2 separate regions of the Macaca mulatta genome follow, and region 2 is linked to region 1. The links are chromatin contacts, called in public Hi-C maps. All regions are on one chromosome and are shown on one strand. Each heading gives the region's core, a stretch centred on a gene start, on an enhancer-like site or on the middle of the called end of the contact. The rest is flanking DNA. Distances are from core to core; before and after follow the strand shown.

Region 1 (4,016 bases), core at 896-3,395:
AGAATGGCTTGAACCCGGGAGGCAGAGGTTGCAGTGAGCTGAGATCTGCCAAGGCAATCCAGCGTGGGCCACAGAGCAAGACTGCGTCTCAATAAATAATAAATAAATAAATAAATAAATAAATAAATAAATAAATAAAAGGCCGAGCACGGTGGCTCATGCTTGTAATCCCTGCACTTTGGGAGGCTGAGGCAGATGGATCGCTTGAGGTCACGAGATCGAGACCAGCCTGGCCGACATAGCGAAACCCTGTCTCTACTAAAAATACAAAAATTAGGGCAGGGTGTGGGGCCTCATGCCTGTAATCTCAGCACTTTGGGAGGCCGAGGTGGGCGGATCACGAGGTCAAGAGTTTGAGACCAACCCGGCCAACATGGTGAAACCCCGTCTCTACTAAAAATACAAAAATTAGCCGGGTGTGGTGGTGGGCGCCTGTAATCCCAGCTGCTAGGGAGTCTGGGGCAGCAGATTCGCTTGAACCCGGGGGGCGGAGGTTGCAGTGAGCTGAGATCGCACCACTGCACTCCAGCCTGGGCGACAGGGCGAGTCTCCGTCTTAAAAAAAAAAAAAAAAAAAAAAAAAAAAAAAGCTGGGCGTGGTGGCAGGCACCTGTAGTCCCAGCTACTGAGTCACCAGAATCGCTTGAACCCGGATGGCGGAGTTTGCACTGAACCGACATCGTGCTACTGCGCTCCAGCCTGGGCGACAGAGCGAGACTCGGTCTCAAAAAGAAAAAAAACAAAACAAAACAAAACAGGAGAATAATGAAATTTTACTTATTTTATTTTATTTTATTTATTTTTTAGAGACCGAGTCTCGCTCTGTCACCCAGGCTGGAGTGCCCTGGCGCAATCTCGACTCACTGCAACCTCTGCCTCCCGGGTTCAAGCGATTCTCCTGCCTCAGCCTCCCGAGTAGCTGGGACTACAGGCGCCTGCAACCACGCCCTGCTAATTTTTGTGTTTTTAGTAGAGACGAGGTTTCACCATGTTGCCCAGGCTGGTCTCGAATTCCTGAGCTCAAGTGATCCTCCCGCCGCCGCTTCCCAATGTGCTGGGATTATGGGCGTGAGCCACCGTGCTAGGCCAAAAAAGTTTTAAATTTCAGTACGTTCCAATTTATCAACTTTTTCCTTTTATAGATTGGTCTTTTGGTGTCGTCTAAAAACTATTTGCCTGGCCCTAGGTCCTGAGAATTTTTTTTAACTCTTTTTTTTTCCCCATCAGTGATTTATTGTTTTATGTTTAAATCTATGGTTCATTTTGAGTGAATTTTGTATAAGGTGTGAGGTTTAGGTTGAGGTTCTTTGGGTCTATATTTGTCCAATTTACCCAGCATCATTTGTTGAAAAGGCTCCTGATTCCATTTTTGTACCTCTCCCCTGAGAGCAGTGGGAATGTTTTTTTGAAAAAGTATGTCAGTGATGATGTGATGCCTTGTGCAAAATCCGTATTGGCATCTCACAGCGTAAGATTTGGCTCTATTCTAACGGCATTTTCTACCACTCGATATCCACTGTAATACTTGGCTCTCAGGGAATCACTGGGCTGGCTCGCTCACTTCATGCAGGTCCATTCTATTATCACTTCCTCAGAGATTTCTCTGGCCTTTTCTTCACAGCACTTACATAATGAGATCTATTACATATTAATTTGCTTATCTGTTTCTTGTTTTCCTATACTCCTGTCCCTCCCAGAAGCTCCAAGAAAGCATACTGTTGTATCCCTAGGGCCTAGAATAATGCGTCCACATAGTAGGTATTCAATAAAATCTTTTGCTTGACAGGTTAGAAAAGGTGAATAAACACAAAGCGGGAGCGAAAAGTTTACTTCTAGGTCAGGCGCTTTTTGGACGTCATGCAAAGTGTGAGCGCCACCTCTCGGGAAGCCAATTTGCTCGCGAACAAAGGAAGTGAGTCAGAGAACCCGGGGGTGGAGGGAAAAAAGCAAGCAGCTAACCGGAAAGGTCTGAAAAAGCTAGCGCCGGAAGTTAAACAGTAGAAAGTTGTTCCCTAGAATGACTGCCTACTCCCAAGAGGAAGCGTGGGCGAGCGGTGTTCTGCAAAATGGGCTCTCCGGCAGCGGATCTGCGCCGAAGCGTTCCGTGCGTGCGAGTGCTGCGAACCACGTGGGTCCCCGGCGCGTTTCGGGTTCCGGCGGCTGCAGCCGGAGTTCAAGCCTAAGCAGCTGGAAGGGTAAGAGGTGTTCGGGATCCTGAGAGGGAAAGGAAAGGAGTGTAGTCGCCGGAGAGAGTTAGGTGAGGAGTTAGTGAAGAGGTCAGTTCAGCTCTAAGAGGCGGCGAGGAGGATCGGATGGGAGGAGGGGCAGGGAGCGCCTGTGGACAAGTGCAGACCGGTCGGCGCACATCCCATGCCACATGGACTCTCCTTTGTCGGTGGCCGCCTTTCTCGTCAGGCCGCGACGACAGGGCTGTGCCTTATTTGCCTCTGTCGAGAGCAGTGCCGGGAACGGAGTTGGCGTTCTATAAGGCCTTGCTGAATAAATGACGGGCGTGTGTGTCATTCATTCAGCAAGGACTGAGTGCTTACTGTTGTGTCACCGGGATCGATGTGGAGGGACATTTTTAGGATCTATTTCTGGCACTTTAGTCCTGTTTTCTCCTGGACAATATTCTTGCCCCGCACCCCATCGGGCGATTCTCCGCAGTCTTTGGGCTTTGTCTCTTTTTTTTTTGGAAGTTGCAGAGTGATGATAAATGATTTTCTTTGCTCTTATTGACTGCTAGGCCCTGTGGCTAGGTACCATAGACCTACACAGGAGTAAATCAGCCTGGTATGCAGGCCAGAGACCGGTGGGGAGGCAGACACACAAACAGAAAATTGGGCTACGGTGCTAAGATGCTGTAAGAAGAGGTTAACTAAAGGACAGGAAGGTGGGGCCAATAGGTGGAGCTGCTGTGTACATCAGAGATTGTCTTTCAAGGCGAGGGGCCTCCCATCTCAAGATGTGATACAGGGTACGTCATGAGCCAGTATTCTGTAAAATGAGGGATCTGGACAGAATAGGTACTCTCTAGGCTTCCTTTCAGTATGATGTCCCGTATCAGGTATTCCTAATGTCTGTAGCTCTCCCACACCCCACCGTTTATTGGCTAGTCAAAATATTCTTTGCATTGTAAAGTGTAGCATACATTACAAGAATGGATTAATGGGTTGGGAATGCTGGGTTTTGGCCTTCATTCTGGTGCTCTGGTCCTGTTTCCTCATTTGTAAAACGAAGGGGGTTGTAAAGATATATTCTCTAAAACCCCTAATGCTATGGATGTGACATTAAGTCAAACTATTATTTCTTACTGCTTTGTGCCAGACATCACTTTCACATTAGTAAAACTTTGTATCAGTGTAGTTTCTCCCAAGCTTGATTACTGAGAAAGATAGTTTTTACCTCCTGTATCCTAGTTCCACCACAGTGTTTGGTACACAGTAGATGCTTAAAAGAAGCTTATTACATCAAATGGTGGCCAGGCACGGGGCTCATGCCTGTAGTCCCAGCACTTTGGGGGGCTGAGGCCGGTGGATTACTTGAGGTCAGGAGTTGGAGACCAGCCTGGCCAACATAGTGAAACCCCATCTCTACTAAAAAAAAAAAAAAATACAAAAATTAGCTGGGCGTGGTGGCACGCGCCTGTAGTCCCAGCTATTCAGGAGGTTGAGGTAGGAGAATAGCTTGCCTGGGAAGTGGAGGTTGCAGTGAGCCAAGGTCACGCCACTGCATTCCATCCTGGGCGACAGAGCAAGACCCCATACCAAAAAAAAAAAAAGGGGCTGGGCGCGGTGGCTTATGGCCATAATCCCAGCACTTTGGTAGGCTGAGGTGGGTGGATCAGTTGAGGACAGGAGTTTGAGACCAGCCTGGGCAACATGGCGAAACCCCATCTCTAAAAAAACCACAAAAACCAAAACAAAAATAAAATAAATCAAATGGGATAGAAATTATAGTCCTTGCTTTTGGATCCTTTCCCACATTGACATATTTGTTCATAGATGAGGGGACTGG
Region 2 (3,805 bases), core at 5-2,504, 34 kb before region 1:
CACCTACATCTTCCCAACCCCGCCCCCCAATCCTTTTTATAAATAAATGGAGGGTTTCTGAAGGGAACTGTCCAAGGTTACCTCCTGATACTGTGGAATGCTCTGGTTTGGGATACCCATGAAATTGTTTATCTATTCATTGAATACTGCCACACAACATCTAAAAGTTGACAAAGTGTCAACCAAGGCACATAGAATATAAAATAAGACCTCTTTCTCAACAAGATTAAAACGCCAAGAAGAAACTGACCGAAAGAGGGAGATCTCTAACTTCCCAAAGCAAGGCAACCCCCTGGAAAGGTACTGGAACTAGCGGAAGTTACATATCCAGGACAGAAGTGTCCCCCTCCCCAGGGGTAAAACTTTGAACCGCCATCTGACTATCCCACGGTGGTCGGAAACTTCCCTCAACAACAAGAAGCAACCAGACACCCAACAATCTCCGCCCTTGGCTAACCCCATGTGTCCTCAGGCCAGGCTGTCGCTTCCTCCCCGGGCCCTGCCTCCTCCATCTCGCTCCCTTCCCAGGACACTCAGTAGCCGGCCTCGGCTTCCAACGCCGGCCTGGGTCCCGGGGTACCTGGAGGCCGCCGGGCTCGGTCCCGGGGGGGCATCGGCCTCAGGCCAGCTCTCCAGGAGGCCCGTCGCGCCTCTAGTCCCCGACCGGGCCGCGACCCCCGCCCCGACCGCCCCCGGGGACGGATCCCGCGGCCCCCGCCCTGCCGCCGGCCTCACCTCCTCGGCGTGCTTGCGCAGCGCCTTCTCCCGCTCGTACTGGGTGATGAGCTGCTCGTTGTCGTCCCGCAGCAGCTCCAGCTCCACCTGGTGCTCCTGGTCCTGCGCGAACACCGAGTCCAGGTTCTCCAGTACAGCCACCACCAGCGGCATCAGCTCCTTGACCACCTCCTCGTCGTAACGCCCGATGAGCCGCTCGAACTCGCGGTAGATGGAGCCGGCCAGGCCGGACACCCGCTCCGACATCACGGCCCCGGAGCCGCCGGGTTCCTCCTGATACACCACACCGTCCTCCAGCTCCATGGTGGCAAGCGGGCGGGCGGGCGGGCGGCCCGGGGCGTCGCCGGCTGAGGGGCGGCACCGGCCCGCACGGGACTGGCCCGGCTTGGGCTGGGACGGGGACTAGGGCTGGAGCCCGGGCCGGGGCTGGGGCTGGGCCCGGCGGGGTGGGGGTCGGGGCCGGAGGAGGGGAGGGGTGGCGTGTGCGCTCTCACCCCAACCGCCGCTGCACCAACTGCCGGGGCGGCCGGGCCGCGCGCGCCACACGTCATCCGCGGGGCGGGGCTGGCGACGCGTCGGCCCGATGGGCGGGGCGCCGCGGGAGGCCAGGCGCGGCCGGGGGCGGGGCCATGCGTCTTCGGGCGCCGGCGGAGGAAGCCGTGGCGTCAACACCCGGCGCCGCGAGGATGATGCGGGCGCCAATGGGAAAGACTGCGGTCGGAGGGTGGGAAAAGTGTCCATCACGGCGGGATTCGCGGGGCGGGTCCCAGGGGAAAGGGAGGGGTTCGGGAAGAGTGACGAGTTAACGTAGCTGGCATTTCTATGGATTTTTAAAGCTCACAAAGCACCTTCTCACTTCATCCCCACAACGGGCGTAAAGCGGCAGATGTTTGGACCTCGTTTCACAGACAAAGAAACTAGGCCCGGAAAAGTGGCGGTGCTCTCAAGGTCACGCCCCTGGAACGGGAAACGAGCTGAGCCGGGACTCAAACCAGTTCTCCAGATTGAGAATTCCGGGCTCCGAAAAAAATGGGAAACAGAAAGGGAGGGGAAAAAACCATAACCAGGGTCTACCTAAGTGGAAAGGTGGTCTCGACTAGAATAGGGCTGTTTTGTGCTATGGAAGAGCAAGGGTGAGATGAGGGGAAATTGGAGTTACTGCTAATAGGTATGGGATTTCCTTTTGGGATAATGAAAGTGTTCTAAAAATTGATTATAGTGATGTATACATAACTCTAAATATGCTAAAAGACATTCAACTTTACACGTTAAGCGAGTGAATCATATGGCGTGTGAATTATATCTCAAGTTATTAAAAAATAAACAGGAAGGGTGATAGCATTCTGGAGAAGGGTGAAACTGAAAAGTTACATGTTGCACTTTCCCAAATAGTGTGTCTGCTACTTCTGGCCAACTTGGGACGGGGACATTTCCAGGCTCCAGCCACCCTCCTTTCCTCAAGTCTCGAAGTGGGGCGGAAAGGGTAAGTGGGAGGTTGGGGAGCAGAGGAGGAAAGGGGTGGAGTCACTGGAGTGAATAAGTCCCATGACAAGTGAGACTTCTGCCGCCTGGCAGAGCGTCACGTGTGGGGAATGGCACAACGCCCACGCCAGAGCGGGCTGAGTCAAGATCGCTTCCCGGTGTGCTCACCTGACGTCCGCAAATGGGACGGAAGACACTCTCAAAAGTCCCTTCTCCCCGCCTTAGGTGACTCATTTCTCCGTCCCGACTCGTTTAAGAAAAGGGGGAGGAAAGGCAGGATAAACAGATTTAGGGGGAGAACTGGCCACCCACCGGGATCATAACTACCCTTAGCTTGGGGTTTACAAGTTCAAGTACTTCCCACCAAGTATGAAGTAGTTCCCTAAAGTTTCCTACGCATGACCCACCTGGAGACCCACAAAAACAATATGAAGGTTGGGCAAGAACAAACCTATAAATTTGGAAGGACAAGGATGAAAATACTAAGTCTAAAGTGCCGGATGGGACTGAATTTGCTTCCTGTGTTTTCTCCATTCTCACCCTCACCTCACATTCACCCTTATGTCATTTAGATGTTTGGGTAGTAGGAATGCCGACCAGCTGGTTGGCTGTGAGCCCCAAATGCCCTTTCTCTTCTTAACCTTTCATACTTGAAAACCAAAAAAAGTCTTGATGTGAATCCTTTTATTTTCTCTTCCTGAGGGCTATCACTCACCTGATCTACCTACATACATGCCTCTCTTTTCCTGGGGGATCAGGAAGAGCCGAAAAACATACGGGCAGGCTTTACTTTTTCTTTCCACAGTATTACCATACGCATCAGAAAATTTAAAGAAAAAAGTATCGGCCGGGCGTGATGGTTTATGCCTGTAATCCCAGCACTTTGGGAGGCCGAGGTGGACGGATCACGAGGTCAGGAGTTCAAGACCACCCTGAACAACATGGTGAAACCCCATTTCTACTAAAAAATAGAAAAATTAGCCGGGCATGGTGGCGCGTGCCTGTAATCCCAGCTACTCAGGAGGTTGAAGCAGGATAATTGCTTTAACCCGGAAGGCGGAGGTTGCAATGAGCTGAGATCATGCCATTGCACTCCAGCCTGGGCGACAGAGTGAGACTCCATCTCAAAAAACATTTTTGAAAAGAAAAGAAAAAAGTATCGATTTTTCAAGTAAGAGATTTTGTCATTCCTAATAAGTATACTTCTTTAGGTATAAATTCAACATAGAAAGATATACACTTATGTCTTGATTATAAGCTTCTGCCAGTTATGAGATAACATTTAGTTAAAATTCAGCTAAATAACCATCAACTGATGAATGGATAAAATGTGACATATATATACAATGGGCTATTATTTGGCAATAAAAAGAAAGTCGTTGGAGGGGAGGGGAGTGGGCGTGGTGGCTCGTGCCTGTAATCTCAGCACTTTGGGAGGTTCAAGGCAAGAGGATGGCTTGTGCCATGAGTTGGAGATCAGCCTGGGCAACATAGTGAGACCTTCATCTCTGGAAAAAAAAAAATTTTTTTTGGCAGGACACAGTGGCTCATACCTGTAATCCCAGCACTTTGGGAGGCCAAGGCGGGC

Evidence for each region. A called contact is a pair of places that touch in the nucleus more often than the background predicts.
Region 2: a contact with region 1 is called in a Hi-C map of liver, with 4 times the contacts expected there. The contact joins the promoter of SPAG9 here to the promoter of NME1 in region 1. A contact is called at or near these places in 3 of 14 Hi-C or Micro-C datasets (fetal cortex germinal zone, fetal cortical plate and liver).

What each region holds. Positions count from the first base shown.
Region 1 is chr16:58,851,617-58,855,632 of T2T-MMU8v2.0, reverse strand. NME1 (NME/NM23 nucleoside diphosphate kinase 1) reads left to right here and starts at 2,145. Exons shown (of 5, transcript NM_001204515.1): 1 at 2,145-2,194. LOC144335584 (a long non-coding RNA gene) reads left to right here. Exons shown (of 3, transcript XR_013406509.1): 3 at 1,786-1,911.
Region 2 is chr16:58,885,138-58,888,942 of T2T-MMU8v2.0, reverse strand. It overlaps SPAG9 (sperm associated antigen 9), which reads right to left and starts at 1,254. Exons shown (of 29, transcript XM_077971075.1): 1 at 736-1,254. The coding sequence starts at 1,038.